Regions from separate parts of the Rattus norvegicus genome. Here region 1 is linked to region 2. A link is a contact called in public Hi-C data. All regions are on one chromosome and are shown on one strand. The core of a region is the stretch at or near the end of the contact, and the rest is flanking DNA. Distances in the headings are between cores, read along the strand shown.

Region 1 (4,619 bases), core at 191-2,690, 410 kb after region 2:
GTCCTAAATGTTCTAGTGTAGACATAGTTCCTGGTGTTCTACAGACTTGGGAGGGAGGGCTTGTAGCAGCTAGCCAGGCTTGTCAGCATCCAGGGAGCTAAGAATGGTCCCCTGTTTCTCTAGCTCTGATCTAAATTCACTGCCTTTAAAATGGGGATACTACTGTTAGCTGGAAAGCCATGACGGACAGGCACCTAAGATGTGCCTGGCCCCTCTTTGTCTACAATGGCAGCAGCTCCCATTTCTTCTCCACACTTAGTCTGTGCTGTCCAGACTGGCAAACTCTCCCTTTCCTGTTCTGAACTCCTCTATCCCAGCAAGGTGTCTTGCTCATTGCATTCTGTCCATCAGCCCTCCAAAACAGTTGACCACAAAATATCTCAGAAACTTGTCTGATTTTCAGTCTCTGCCGTCGTGTTGGTTAGTTCAAGCTACTCTGACCTCTCTTAAGTCCCCTGGTCTCCTTTGCCCCTTCCTGTTTGTTTTCTTGCTGATAGCCCGAAAAAGAAAGTCAATTTTTCTACGGGCCTTCTAGATTCCCAAGAATCCTTGGAGTAAGGTACAGAATCTCCAGCAGGCCTTCCTGTCCTGTTCCTTAAGGCCCCAGCCCCTCACCCACATCCCCCAGCATATAGACCAGTTCTCCAGCAGACTGGCCCCAGGGCCCTTATCCCAGCTGCTGAGTAACCTCTCATCTGTGAGTACTAGCTGCAGAATTCTTTCTCATGGAAGTCTTCTCTGAGAAGGTCACCGTTTTCACGTCTGTTAGACCCAACTTATTTCTTCCATAAGGACAATCATCCTTAATTTGCCACAATTTATAATTGTACTATATTTTATTGTTCACCCCCCCATGAGCAATAGATAGTGCCTGCTTTACTCTCCAGTCCCTGGTATGCACAGCGGTGCTCAGGGGATAAAGTGGTACAGTGTCCATTTCTCATGTATGCCTTTGTTTGAAACGGTCTCACCGTATAGACCAGGCTGTCCTCAAACTCTCAGAGATCTACTGGATGCTGGGATTGAAGCACTCGGGCACCAGCACACCCACAAGGCATTTACGTCTTTCTTAATAGTCCTCATCTCTGTGATACTTGTGTCAGAAAAGCCAAACTAGCCTTTCTGTGTTCCAGTTTTGTGAGTGATCTGGAACAAACTTTTAGCATCAGGTAAAAACAATCCGTCTGTGGTTTGTAGAAAATGCATGCTAATTAGACACCTTTTAATTAGTGTTGCACATTCCACTTTTCTAGCTTCAGCATTGAAACAACTGTTTTATTAGCGCAGGGTTACAGAATGGAAATGTGAATTCTGCTGTGCCTGATGTTTTACAGTGTGACACAGTTGTGGGCCAGACAGATGATGTGACTGCCCAGTGCCAGATGTCCACGGAGGTTGGGGAAACTGCCGCAGGCAGAGGAGGGCAAGGTCTAAGGATGCCCACGTGTCCTGGCAGAGTGTGATATTCATCACCAGATGCCATCTGAGCCCAGTGGAGAGGAGCAACAGGAGCCACCTAGAGGTGGGGAAGTTCTTTTCCTTTCTCACTAAAACCGTTTTTAAGTTAAAGTAGGCATGACCGTCCATAGCCAAGGAAGCTTAAAGCGCTGTTGGTTTTCTGTCCTGTGGTTGCCCCGCATAAAATCCTGACTCAGTGGCCTGCAGCTCAGCGATGCCTCTGCTGCTCATGCTGCAGGTGCCTGTCTTACAATACTTCTGCTGTCTCCTGACTGTGTTTCCTTCAGTTACTACTCACCCTTAGAGCACACGTGACCCAGCTTCTTTCTTGTTGGTCAGGGAATGCACCAAGGACTTTGGATCTATTGCTGTCCTCAGAAGGGAGTCCTCTGCACACAGCCTCTCGGTCCCCTCTGTGCTGGATGGTGAACAAGAATGATTACAGACACCTTTGAGCTCCCACAGCATGCCCGATCCCATGCTAGACATAGTGAGGAGAAGGCGATAGGTCTTCATGCCTTCGTTTTAGTCAGAGAAACTAGTCCCCTTCCTTTCGCTTCATCCCACTGAAGACGGAGCTGTGCCTTCTGGAGGACCTCGTGTTTTACGTGGAGACTCAGATTCATCTGTGTGAGAGAATGGGAGTGGTTTTGGAGGGGGTCTGGCATGTGACCTGCTTTGTGCAGGACCTCTGTGCCCCAGGACATTTGTGTCACCGCTGTAGACATTATTGTGGTTGGGCACCCTTGTGATGTTTTGGTGTCTTGGGTTTATGTGCCTACTGGCTACCTAGACTTGGACAGTTGCCTGGAGTGTCTCGGCACCAATACCATTCATTTCCCGGTCCTAATGTCAGATGGAGGTTGGTTTTAGTTGTTTGTATGTTTTATACATTCAGGTTTTATCATCATGCTCAAAATAATTAATTTTAGAGCTGTCCAGGTTTATGCATTGTAGTTCACTTCACTAAGCACTCAGATTTTACTCTGTTTTAGGGGAAAAATGTAGATGTAGATGTAGATACAGGTTATAACAAGAGGGAAGTTGTAGCCACTCTCTTCCATATTTTATTCAAATAGATGTTTACATTGTCTTTCTGCTTGATTATCATTGGCTTCTGAGTGCTAAATCAAATTTATCATTAAGTATAGTAGTTTTATTATTGGAAAACTAGTCAAAATAAAATGATCCTTTCAAATATAAGTATATATTGTAAAAAATTAGACTTCCTTTATTGGGTAGATAGTCAGAAAAGTAGAGTAAGAATTTCTTGTTATTTTTCTTTAATAGAGTTGAATGGATTTTTAACATATGCAGCTCTGCTATGGAAATGCCATTGGCGAATAGGTTAGGCATAGTGGTGTCGGACTCTTAGTTAAAGCTTAGCCATTTAGGCAAGAGATTGTATTACTGGATGTATTAGAATCTGTCAAATACAAAATAGCTTATTGTATCTTAGCTTCCTTATTTTTATGTGTACAATAACTTTTCTTAACTTATTTGCTCATTTTAAATATGTCGCTGTATTATTTGTTTATTTGCTTTGTGTAAATGTCTGAGTCTGAGGACAGTTTGTAGGAGCCCCTGTTCCCCTCCTGAGTAGGTCCTCAGACTTGGTAGTGAGCTGGGCTCGCTGAGCTGTTTTGCCAGCTTGCTCAGATGAAAATTGTCATGCGCTAGGCTGCGCGTGCCTGACTGCAGTTTTACAAGCTTTGGTGTAGGTCTGTGAAGCCCTTGCCACCGCCAGCACAACAGGCCTATCTGTCCTCCTCCCCAGTGTCTCTCTCTGACAGTGACGATGTCCCAGCTTCCCCTCCTTCAAAAACTCCACTCTGCCCTCTGTCCCTGTAGCTGCCTGCCTCTTCTAGAGTTTGAGCTGAGTGGAGTCATTAATGTAATGTCTGACTCTGTTGGTATTTGTAGCAGTGGGGCTGGGGGGTAGCTCAGTTGGTGGACTGCTTCTTGCCCTCATGAACAAAACCCTGGCTCAGTCTCCAGCACTGTATAGGCAGGATGATTAGAAATTCAAGATCACCCTCCATTGCTTGTGAGTTCAGATGCAGGCCTGCTGTCCCACTGTATCTCCACTCGCTTGCCTGTGGTTAGACTTCTGAGCCATTGCCTTTGGTTGTGAGCTTAGCTTTTAAAGAAAATGCCAGAATGTTTTCTAAGTATACTCTACCATTTTACATTTGTTTTGTTTCTGCTTTGCAGTGTTTGGCTGGCCTTGAACTGACCTCTAGAGCTGGGAGAGGGGGTCGGGGAGGGTATTTATAAGCAAGTGTGCACCACAACTGCACCTTCTCCGTGTGTGAACACACTCATGTCTTGCTTGCTGCACTTGGTATAATCAGTTTCTTTTTGTTAAGTGTTCAGGTGTGTCCACTGGTGCGTTTCATTGGCCTTGTCTAATGATTGATGTTGAGCGTCTCTAAGTCCACTTTTATTTTATTTTATGTGTGTGGGCATTTTGCTGGCTCGTGTGTCCTCTGAGGTCAGAGGAAGGTATTGGATCCCCAAGACTGGAGTTACAGATGGTTTTGAGCCACTGTATGGGTGCTGGGAATTGAACCCTGGTCTTTTTTGTAAGAGTAGCAAGTATTCTTAACTGCTGAGCCGTCTATCCAACCCTGTTCGCGTTCTTAACTGGGTTTTAAGATTACATTTTGAGAGGTTCTGTGTACTTGGGTACAGTTACTCATCAAATAGATTCTCTGCCAAAGTGTCTCAGTCTGACACCTGCCATTGACTCCGTGTGGGACTTTCTACGAGAGAGAGTTTTATATTTCAGTGAAATCTCTCTGATGGGTTTTTCTTTTATTGGTGGTAGTTCTATAATGTGGTACTCAAGACATCTTTGTTAACCCAAAGTCTTAACTATATTTTCCTATGTTTTCTTCCAAAAGCTTTATACACCAGGTTTTAGACCTATGATCTATTTCAAGTTAATTTTTACACAGTGTGCATTATGGGTCTAGGGTCATCTTCTACATATAGAAATTCAGTTGTTCTCATGTCGTTTATTATAACAGAGTGCTTTTGTCTGATGAATCCTCCCGTGCCCCATCTCTAAAGTCGGTTGTCTGTTAGTCAGTGGCTATTCATAGCTGAATGGAAGTCGAATCCAGTTCTTGATTATGTGTTTGGGGCACGTTTAATGA
Region 2 (4,175 bases), core at 263-2,762:
CTCTTGAGTCCCATAGACGTAAAAATGGCCTCTCCCTGTCATCCATACATGCTAAATCCCAGAGCTCTTTCTGTGTTGATGCATGACTTGAGTTTTGTGTGTTGCCAAGTGAGGTGTGCTCCTAACTCTGGGTTACAATATTAAACTATTTTAGGTTTTACAAAAAAACAAATTTACAAAAAATTCCAGTTGTCTTAAAAAGAAAACCCAATTATTCCTTCAAAGTTATGCCTTCTTTCACACACTATTTCCTTTAGGTAATTTTGTTCTATAGACCAATAGCCCAAAGGACATGCTTAGTTAGAATTACCGTGGAGTGAGACATTATGGCATCAGGACCAAACCGACTCTTACTGCCATATTATAGAAGCATCGTGGGGCTTGCGGTTTACAAAGAGGGTCCCTCGGGAAGCCACAGGGCTGCCTCTTGAGTCCCATAGACGTAAAAATGGTGTGACTTGGTCAAAGTTATAGTCAGAACTGTTTCAAATTCGGTAGTGGGTTGGTCTGGTGGTGTTTGTATGCTAATGTTAAATAGTGGCTTCTCAAGATGTGGTGGCCTTTCAAATGACTCTAGCTTGTGCGGTGTCAAGTCCACATAATATTAGCCATCACACCATCTGACTCCCGAGTTAACTCCTCAGACAGTAGAGAATATTACCATTATAAAATCAGAAATGGTGGCTGTAGGCTGAATACTAACTGCTTTTATATTGTATACAGGGCAATACTTTGGAAATTATATTCAGAAAATATCAATTTCACATGATACATGTAAGGTAAAGTAAATAAGAAAGGACCTGTAACCAAGCCCATTCTGGAGATGGTGGCTCAAGTAGAGTTGTTTGTGTAACTGAAGGAGTCTGCAGCCTTAGAGGGAGCCATTCACCTCCGTAGTCATTATGAATCACGTCCTCATGACAGCTTTCAATAAAGAGCCAAATGAACAAATAGGGACATTTTCTGTTTAGCGTGGGGGCCCTATCTGGGCTATCCTTGGGCTCAGGGAGGTGCGGAAAGAGGCTCTTGACACCCTGGGACATTGTTCTATGCTAGGTATTGCCACCGCCACTTTCTGGCATTTTTAAGAACTGTTGCTTACCTGTCAAAGTAGCTAATTAGTTTTAGGAGCTTCTAATGCCTTTGGTTATTGTTTATACATCTAAAAGATACATCTGGAAAGATAAAAGGTTTTCTTGTTAAGAGATTTTCCAAATACGGTGTGAGGACTTGGGTGTGCTCCACGATACCCAAGGAGCTTTGAGCTAGTGGTACAAGCTAATAAAACCCAAAGTCACCCTGGCAGAAGCCAGTGCAGCCTGGTGCCCCCATTCCTGGCTCATTCTGAGTTCTAGACCACCCAGAGCAACACCTCGAAGTCTACAACACCAAGGTTAAATATTTTCTCTTTGGTTGGCCCAAGGGCGGAGTGCAGCTTCCACAGGCCCATGTTACCAGGTAGCATTCTGTCCCTTCAATAAAAACTCCACGGAACGAAGTCCAGGGCTGCATTTACTCTTTCTCTACTTCCTGGGTCAACATCCAAGGTCCACTTTCCACCGACACTTGCTGCCTTCAATCTTCTTCCTTGTGGCTGCTGCCAAGAACTCCAAAGCCTGTCGTTTCTTTTTCCTTTTTCTTTTCTTTTTTCAAAAATAATTTTATTTGTCTTGGATATTTTAGGTATTTACATTTCAAATGTTATCCTCTTCCCCCGTCCCATACTCCCTCACCTTCCCCCTGCTTCTATAAGGATGTTCCCTTTCCTACCCACCCACTCCCACCTCACCGCCCTGGCATTACCCTACATTGGGGAAATGAGCCTTCACAGGACCAAGGGCTTCTCCTCATATTGATGCTGGACAATGCCATCCTCTGCTACATGTGTCGTTGGCGTCATGGGTCCCTCCATGTGTACTCATTGGTTGGTGGCTTAGTCCCTGGGAGCTCTGGTGGGGTCTGGTTGGTTGACATTGTTGGTCTTCCTATGGGGTTGTAAACCCCTTCAGCTCCTTCAGTCCTTCCCCTAACTCCTCCACTGGGTCTGTGGGTGGCATGAAACTCCTCCTTCTTGCTGTGCTGCCTGGATTAGATTAGATTTTATTTTTAGGAGTCCTAGGTTTGAGATAGCTTTGGCCATAAAGTCAGGCATCCAGCTAGCGTGAACAAAAGATTGTTATTTGTTCTGCCCCTGACTGATATAGGACCAATACCACCAACAAAGTCTTGTTGGAATGGGTGTGTGTCACTGTGGACATGGCCTGGTTGGAGTAGGTGTGGCCTCATTGGAGTGGGCGTGGCCTTGTTGAAGTAGGCGTGACCTTGTTGGAGTAGGCATGGTCTTGTTGGAGTAGGTGTGGCCTTGCTGGAGTAGGTGTGGCCTTTGCCCATTGCCCCTGTTGGGATTGTTCTTAACAATTTTAAGATGATATGTTAATCAAAAAGATTTTTTTCCAGGATCATAGGGACCTTACAAGAAAGGTTGAGACATCGGGGATAATGAGCGGTGGGGATCCATTGCTCCCTAGATCTGAGGGTGGAAGAGACCACATTATGGGGGAGGGGGAGGTGGGGTCTTCCAACAACAGCTCTGGTCAATGGTGGACCTAGCAACAGTCACGGCAGGCTGATACGCCAAAGCTTGATGTGCAAAATCAACACCCACTGAAGCCGGGAAGCAGAGGGCAAGGGCTTGCGTAGGCGCTGCAGTCCTAAGGCACAGAGCAGGGAGCTCAGAGCATGGGGGCCGCTGAGAACGACAGCCTACTACCTATACAGACCAGGAATAAAAGTGGGAATTTAGAGCCAAATAAGTCTCCTTACTTATCAGGAAGATCAAGGTAATGTCTAAATGTGGGGGACACCTTGGGAAACAACGGAGATAGCATGGAAGTTATTTTAAATGCGAATGGTGGTGAAAGGTACCTGGGTATACTGCATCAGCATGTGTCGGCCTATCAGAATATACGCATCAGCATGTGTCGGCCTATCAGAGTGTACAGATCAGCATGTGTCGGCCTATCAGAGTATACGCATCAGCATGTGTCAGCCTATCAGAATATACGCAACAGCCATGTGATCCTATCAGAGTGTACACACCAGCATGTGTCGGCCTATCAGAGTGTACGCATCAGCATGTGTCGGCCTATCAGAGTGTACACATATGGGTCTCCCGTGCGATCCTATCAGAGTACCGGGATCACCCGTGCGATCCTATCAGAGTACGGGGATCACCCGTGCGATCCTATCAGAGAACCGGGACCACCCGATCACCCGTGTGATCCTATCAGCGTGCATGCATCACCCATGCGATCAGGATTTCATTTTTTTTTTTTGTTTTCATCAGAAAGTTAACGACTTTTTTTTTTATACAAGTCCTTGTGAGTGTTTTATGGGAAACCATTTTTTAATATGTATTTAATTGTTTGTGGACACAGAGCACTGCGCGTGCATGTGAGGTCCGAGGAAAGTCTTCTCCTCCCACCACATGGGCTCCAGGGACCAAACTCCCACTTGGGTGGCCTCTTCACCCACCGAGCTATGCTGTTACCAGAAAATAATGGTGAGCTCACAAAAAAGCGACAATTAAAACTAAAAACTAAAAAAGAAGGAAGACAGGTAAAGGCAAAGTAATTTATGCTCGCAAGGCTGATGACCTGAGCTCGACCCTTGGAGGGAAGGACTCCTGAAAACTGTCCTCTGACCTACAACCCTCCCTTAGTCAAAAATTAACTATAAAAAAAGATTTAGTGATTTTTTTTGTATTTGTATATGCTGGGATTTTTTTAAAAATTAAACATATTTTTGTTTCTTAAAGCTCTTCAATTTTGTAAATGTTTGTATTTCCTGGAGAGGGCGCACACCCATGATCCCCAGGCCCTTCTGGGTTCTAGGCCTCCTAATCTGGGGCTTTGTTACAGCCGCGGTCCAAATTGTTGTGATTGTAACTGGTCACATTGTAAATTCTCACACCCAACTTTGTTGCTTAAAAAGAGAGAGATTGGGGCTGGGGATTTAGCTCAGTGATAGAGCGCTTACCTAGGAAGCGCAAGGCCCTGGGTTCGGTCCCCAGCTCCGGAAAAAAAGAACCAAAAAAAAAAGAGATTATTATTATTATTATTATTATTATTATTATTATTATTATTTTAACTGTACATGCCTGGGTATGTATATAT

Evidence for each region. A called contact is a pair of places that touch in the nucleus more often than the background predicts.
Region 1: a contact with region 2 is called in a Hi-C map of liver, with 2.2 times the contacts expected there. The contact joins the promoter of Rassf8 here to the enhancer-like site in region 2. A contact is called at or near these places in 2 of 12 Hi-C or Micro-C datasets (the A7r5 cell line and liver).

The regions. Positions count from the first base shown.
Region 1 is chr4:180,449,307-180,453,925 of GRCr8, forward strand. Rassf8 (Ras association domain family member 8) reads left to right here and starts at 1,441. Exons shown (of 5, transcript NM_001191753.1): 1 at 1,441-1,522.
Region 2 is chr4:180,043,384-180,047,558 of GRCr8, forward strand. No RefSeq gene overlaps it. Among named protein-coding and RNA genes, the nearest start is that of Lmntd1, 82 kb to the right of the region's middle. Within about 2 kb of position 1,513, at least 2 of the 93 cell types and tissues checked have an H3K27ac peak or open chromatin away from gene starts, as enhancers often do. A contact at or near this core is called in liver, where this site is marked.